2 separate regions of the Gossypium hirsutum genome follow, and region 1 is linked to region 2. Evidence: chromatin contacts called from public Hi-C data. All regions are on one chromosome and are shown on one strand. Each heading gives the region's core, a stretch centred on a gene start, on an enhancer-like site or on the middle of the called end of the contact. The rest is flanking DNA. Distances are from core to core; before and after follow the strand shown.

Evidence for each region. A called contact is a pair of places that touch in the nucleus more often than the background predicts.
Region 1: a Hi-C map of hypocotyl shows a contact between it and region 2, with 2.3 times the contacts expected there. The contact joins the promoter of LOC107888891 here to the promoter of LOC107897761 in region 2. A contact is called at or near these places in 3 of 34 Hi-C or Micro-C datasets (anther, hypocotyl and leaf).

The regions. Positions count from the first base shown.
Region 1 is chrA09:54,209,338-54,212,921 of Gossypium_hirsutum_v2.1, forward strand. LOC107888891 (putative ion channel POLLUX-like 2) reads left to right here and starts at 1,452. Exons shown (of 24, transcript XM_016813151.2): 1 at 1,452-1,720; 2 at 2,695-2,810; 3 at 3,193-3,296. The coding sequence starts at 1,632.
Region 2 is chrA09:53,997,226-54,000,890 of Gossypium_hirsutum_v2.1, forward strand. LOC107897761 (stem-specific protein TSJT1) reads left to right here and starts at 1,316. Exons shown (of 4, transcript XM_016823333.2): 1 at 1,316-1,807; 2 at 2,625-2,865; 3 at 2,931-3,051; 4 at 3,162-3,522. The coding sequence starts at 1,605. The coding sequence ends at 3,352.

The DNA of each region.
Region 1 (3,584 bases), core at 202-2,701, 210 kb after region 2:
TCTTTTAACTATTAAGTATTCAGAAAAACAAATACAATATATGCTATACAACGATCAAAAAATTAGTGTTGCTACTTACGTAGTCACAATGCCAGATGTCGAATGATAATTAAAAACTACGCATTTCTCGATAATATATTTTTTATATGTTTGTAATGAATTCAATTAAAACACTATCTTAAATTTCATGCAACATATTGCATAGTAACATAATAATTGATTTATCCCTAATTTATATTAATTTATATAATACATAATATTAAAGTAGAGTAGCTGCAAGTGTAACTTCTAATTCATCATAAGTTAACTTGACAATAATTTAATTGTAAAATTATTAAAATATCTTTATTTTAAAGGTAATTAATATTATAAAAATATTTTTATTTTTTATATTTTTATATAATTTTTAAACTATTAAATGTGGAATTAAATTATTAAAGCACAAATGAACTAAAACTAGGACAATAATCAAAATGTTACTGCATAAGCATTCTATGAACTGATTAACTGAACTAAAACTTATATATGACAACAACTTATGGTGGGATTTGAAATTCTAAACATTTAACTACATATGGTAGTTATCGAACCAAGGCACTTAAGACTAAGAGTCTCTACTTTCGCCAACTACGACAAGGCCTCATTGTTAATTAAAACTTTTGTTTTTTTTTAATATTATGTAATAATAGTTAAATTTCAGTTTTGATTTTTTTATTATTCTCAAGTTTGAGATTTAACCTTGATGCTTTAATTTTTTTACATAATTTGATACTTCAATTTTTATAATGTCATTAGTTTGTCTAATACTTTATTCTGATTAAAATATTAATATCAATTTTTAAAAATTATCAACACCATTAAAATTCTTTGTTAAATTCAAATAGATTATAAAGTCATTTTTTCTTTACATGATTACTAGTTGATTTTTTTTTATTTTAAAATGCCAACCAACATATTTAAGTGAAGAAATTTTAAAATGTCAACAATTAGACCTGAATTTTTAAATTAAACTAAATTCTTAAAAATAAAAGATGAAAATTAATTAAAATATATGAAAATATAAAATTTTTATTATACAATTTAGCCCAAAATATAATTATAAATACAAATATAATCCTACCAACTATAAAGTAGAGTCCATTTAATACAATGAACAACGGATGAAAAACTGAAAAATTGAACAAAAACTCACACAAAACATTGACTTAAAATGAAAAACAAACCTAATCATTACAATTAGGGACTCAAATCTAATCTGGGCCCAACCTTTTGTGAACAATTACGGACTCGAATCTAACCCGGGCCCAACCTTTTGTGAAGAATATGAATCTCACTGGGTATTTAGATACAATTATAGTGTATCTTATCTCAAATTCTACAACGTGGCTAATTAATAAGTAATGAGCACATGCTTATTGCCTCTAAGTACTGGTCCACTTTCACTTCCTTCCAAAATTTTTTTGGCTCTCATTTTTGTCTTAAAACTTCATATTTCATATTTCTAACTCCACTTTCTGTCCATATTTTTCTTATAACAAAAAGTTTATCTACATTTCAAGTTTTCTTTTTTCTAATAAATTTTAGTTTGTTTCTCTTTTCGGCCCTCTCACCAAGAAAAAAGTGAAGCAAAGATGATCCATCTTTGTCAGTTTCAAAGCCCTCAGCCATGGTGGTTGTCTCCAACAATTTCCAAGTTCACTCAACCATCCTCTTCTACTAGGTACTTTTGTATCTTTTTCTTTGCTCTGAACATGAGTTATTGAAGTTGGGTTTCATTGAATTTCTGGTAATAATGCATTACTGCTCGTCTTATGAACTTAAAACACTCCATTTTTTAAACCCTAAACTTACTTCAATTAGTTCATTCAATTGTCCTTAAGTAGGAAGTGGGCTGAATTTTAGTTCAATTGGTTTGTATCCAGTTATCCTCCCCAAACTTAGTTTAATTGATTCAGACAAACCCTATTTTTTTCTTTAATTCTTCAATGTTAATGGACTAATTCTCTATATAATTATGTATGCTGTTATAGGTTTGGTTTTTGTTGGGGGTGGTGGTGGCGTGCCTTTATGAGTTTTTGGTCTGCCAAGTTTGCTAACTCTCCGAAACATTGACATTATATATAACATGTTCTATGATGCTCAAACTCTTCAATTTTATGAATATATTTGACTGTTGTACGCTTTTACACCTTAAAGACTGCTCTAAGGGCACTCATTATCGAAACCCGAATAATAACATTACAGTTTTCTAAAGTACGTATATCACAGTAGCATGCATTATAGTTAAACCGAAGTACTCATGTCCTCCACATGGCCAGACACAAATATGGATATGACTCTCAAAGGACTCTTCAAATACATGGAAAACTTAGAAAATTAAATATACTTTTGTTGGACACATCCATACTCGGGACTACACACCAACCCAAGTAACATAGCAAGTTTTTTTACTGTTGCACTTTCTAAAAGCTACAAAATGGTTGACCAGTTCTTGTAGCATGGCTGTGCTGGTTCTGCAAGTAGTGGATTCGAGGTTAAAACCGTTCCATCATAGACAAAATTGGTTTTTCTTCCCTTGTCTTTTTGCCTGATCAATTGGATAATTATTTAGCTTATCCAACATAGCATGTGGTCTGAAGTTTTGCTCTTTCTTTTTCAGTTTATGTAGTTGCCTTTTCTTTTTTCTTTTTGTAGAACACACGGGATTAGAGGCTCGAAGAATATGATATTTTTCCGGAAATCAGTACTATGCAGTTTTTGGTTGAACAATTCTTCATCTAACAATGTGCATAAATTTGTAAACGGTAGAGGTGAGTCCAAGCCATCTGCATCAAGAGTTTGTCAAACTGATGGTTGTGCTTGGTCTTTATCTTTTGATGTTAACTGTGGAACTTTTATTGTTCTAATCACCCTTTGTTGAAGATCTATCACATAGGTGAATCATTAAATTTGGAATTTCGGATTTTTATGTCAAAGGAGTATGCATAACATTTGTGGTCGGTTGGTAATTGTGCAAGCTAATCCTAGCTTGTTAGTGTTCGATAAGCTTATGTTTTACAGGCTCATAATTACACTTCTAGTTGTGTTTTCTAGTTTACATTTATGCCTATTTGCCTCACGTTTTGTTCCTTCGGAAAGTTAAAAGATCATTTTTCGCTTTCCGTAAGAATCATGATAGCTTTTCTCTTACAGGAAAATGGGAAGTTACTTGTAGAAAAGAAACATATAATTCAGAGTGCAGTTCAAATAACTCGAATGTCAAATTCTTTAGGATGGACTTACTGGATGGTTCTCAAGTAAGGATTAAATCTCGGATTCTAAAAGTGTTTATATGAATATGCTTTCTTGATGTTGTAAATAGATGTGTTCTATCAATTTGTTGCAATGACTTAGAGTTATTATATATTTTTCTTTTCCATTCTTTGAATATCTTCTGTATTAATAGATAGTTTTCATTATGAACGTTGCATGCATCTACCAGTGGATTGTTTGTTTTCTGAACGTTGCATGCATCTACCAGTTGATTGTTTGTTTTCTGTCTTTCTTTATTTTCCGGAGTGGAGCCAAGTGGAGCAATTTCTGGT
Region 2 (3,665 bases), core at 66-2,565:
TTAAGGAGTTAGGCACTTGCCAACCCTTAACTACGCCCCTCATTCCAAGAATATGTCTAATCTGATTCATTATATTTAAATATATATATATTTGTAAATGATGGATTTTAATTAAAAATAAATTTAAAATACATGTCTAATTAAAAAAATTTACCAAAATTTTAATTTTTTATTACTAGAAATATTTAATAAATAAATTTAAAATAAAATATTACTATTACTTAAAGTAAAAAAAAATTGAAAACCCCTTCGAATAGCTAGTTTATAATTGAAAAAGAAATTACACAAAATTATTATATGTATCAATGATAATAAACATTTTATTTACTTTAATATCATATTTAATTAAATGGTACTTAAAATAATAAAAATCTATTTCAAAATTTTTAAATATTTTCAAACAAAAATATAGGGTTTTTTACCCCAATATTATAAAAAAATTATACACGAAAATAGGTTGTAAGCTAGATTAATTACGAAAATGATATACTTTTTGGGGTCGTGCTTACCTGACAGGCACAACTCATTATTTTATTATTATTTTTTTTTTGTTTTAAAAAATTATTATTATATTATCTTTAATATTTATATTAATATATGGATAAAAATACGGGTTTTACACTGATAAAAAATACCCGAAACGGGTCGAGCCTGTCAGGTAGGCACGACAAGTCGCGCCTGACAGGCAGGCACAACACCTTGCACATTTCCCTTTTCTTTCTTTGCATTTTACAAAAAATTAGTCTTATATCACTTTTGGTCCCTCTACTAGGCCTAAAATTAAAATTCAATTTTTATACTTGAATTTCTACAATAATATTTGGTCCTATTTTTTATAATTTTTTCAAATAATTAATATTGTTAATTATTCTGATAAAATTTTTGAAGTATAAAGATTGAATTTTAATTTTAGGCCTAGTAAAAGGACCAAAAGTGATATAAGACTAATTTTTTGTAAAATGCAAAGAAAGAAAAGGGAAATGTGCAGGGTGTTGTGCCTGCCTGTCAGGCGCGACTAGTCATGCCTACCTGACAAGCTCGACCCATTTCGGGTATTTTTTATCCGTATAAAATCCGTATTTTTATCTATATATTAATATAAATATTAAAAATAATATAATAATAATTTTTCAAAACAAAAAAATAATAATAAAATAATGAGTTGTGCCTGTCAGGTAGGCACAGCCTCAAAAAGTCTATCATTTTCGTAATTAATCTGTTTGACAACCTATTTTCGTGTATAAATTTTTTTTATAATATTTGGGTAAAAAACTCAAAAATATATTTAATGAAGTAAATTGTATTTATTAAAAATGAGACACATTTCGAAAAAATGTAAACCATTTATTTGTTTGCCAGAACTTTCTTTTGTTTTCTTTAGGGAGTTTGCCAGAACTTTCAGGTTTCATAATTTAATATAAAATAAAAATTAGACAAAGGACAGAAATGGAAATTAAAAGACTGCCTTAAGTTGACAAGTGTGTGTAAAAATTTCCCGATCTTTCGTATTGGCCACATCAACAGGGATATCAATCAATCAAAGAAAGATCAAACCAAATTACCATTTTTTGTTGTTTTGTTTCTCTGAAAGTATTGGAAAGAATATGTTAGCAGTTTTTGAGAAATCGATTGCCAAGAGCCCCGATGCTCTTAAAGTTTCTGGTGATTCTGAAGCAGCTTCAGCCCTCAACAATGGCTTCTTGGCTACCCATTTTGCCACTCTTCATCCTGGTTCAGTCACTGTCAATCTTGGTTCTTCTGGTTTCATGGCTTACTCTCTTGATAAACAAAACCCACTTCTGCCCAGGTTATGGTTTTCTCTTTTCCTTTTATCATTGATCAAGATTTCATTATTAGGTCTTTTTTTTTGGACTGATTTAATCCTGAATATTTCTGGGTTTCCCCCCTTGTTTATTGTTTCATTGGGTGCTGAAAATTTGTGGAAAGTTTGTCACTTTCCCCTTATTTTAACTGAGTTTTCCCCTTTTTTGTTTTTGTATGGCTCAAATTGGATACAAAGATTTTATGTTATTATTGGTTTCTTTGAAAATCTAAGTATTCTTGTTTGTTTGTCTTGATTCTTTGATCTTCTTCACGTTACTAGGTAGTCCCTTTTCAAAATTGCAATATAGTCCTTGGATTACAGAACTGATCAATTTAATCCGAGAATGTTTGATGTTGCTGAAAATAAATAAAATTGATCATAATATTAATGAAAATCCGTCTAAATTCTACGTGGATTCATGAAAGTTGACTAATAATACGTATTCTTTTTATAATAAAATTTAAGATGGATTTACAGTTGCCGATGGAGACTTTTAACTCAGTTGGCATTTCTTGTTATCCTACCTAATAGGAGGTTGATTTAAGGGTTGGTGGGGTTATAGGTCAACTGTGATCAATTTTTGTTCTCCGGGGTCATTGAAGGATCCTCTCCCCGTACTTAAATCCCACTATATTCAAATATTTGCCTAGTATGAGCAGTGAACATGAATATATTTCAAGAAAAATGAAGATTCTAACCAACAAAGATTTGTTTGAAAGCGATCCTTTTATCGGTGGATCTGCGATGCTATGGAGATTTGAAAACTGACATTTCAATGTTTTTGGTTTGATGTTTCCAGGCTCTTTGCAGTTGTGGATGACATTTTCTGCTTGTTTCAAGGCCACATTGAGAATGTTGCTGTTCTTAAGCAACAATATGGGTTGAACAAAACTGCAAATGAGGGTATCATTGTTATTGAAGCTTACAGGACGCTTCGAGACAGAGGTCCATACCCTCCTGACCAGGTTGTAAGAGATATCCAAGGGAAGTTTGCTTTCATTATCTACGATAGCTCTTCAAAAGCTACGTTTATAGCTGCGGTAAGTGAACCTAATGCAATGGATGTTATTGTTAGGTTTCGGTTTTTCACCTTTGTCTTCTGCAGGATGCTGATGGAAGTGTACCTTTCTTTTGGGGTACTGATGCTGAAGGCCATCTTGTCCTTGCAGATGACAGGGAGACTGTCAAGAAAGGCTGCGGGAAGTCTTTTGCTCCATTCCCGAAAGGTAAATCATGAAGAAACTAGCAAAAATTGAAACCGATTATGGGTTATGTTGTTAATATGATTATCATCGCATGAGAGCTTCACTGTTGATGTTTTGCAATTTGATTTCAGGGTGCTTCTTCACATCCTCGGGAGGGTTAAGGAGCTATGAGCATCCCCTTAACGAGTTGAAACCGGTGCCAAGAGTGGACAGTTCGGGACATGTTTGTGGTGCCACTTTCAATGTGGATGTAGAAACGAAGAAGGAATCTACTGGTATGAAAAAGGTCGGAAGTGCCGCAGATTGGTCCGCAAACTACTAAAGCGATATCAGTGAGCCTCTTGATTCTATTCATCTTAAATTCCGAATTTTACTTGACTGAACTTGTCTGTTATTTGGAACTAAAACAGCATTTTAAGCAGCAGTTTGCTTACCATAAAAACTCAGCTTGCTATGGTAACATAACATGGAATAATTTTTTCTTGTCCTAAATTCTTCTAAGCTTTTCTTATTTATATGCATGTATATCTAGATACGTAGAAATCACATATAAAACTCTTTCTCTTAGTAATGAAAAACAAGACCTTAACTAAAATTTCACATTGTAACAAATAACTTTAATGAAAAAGATGACT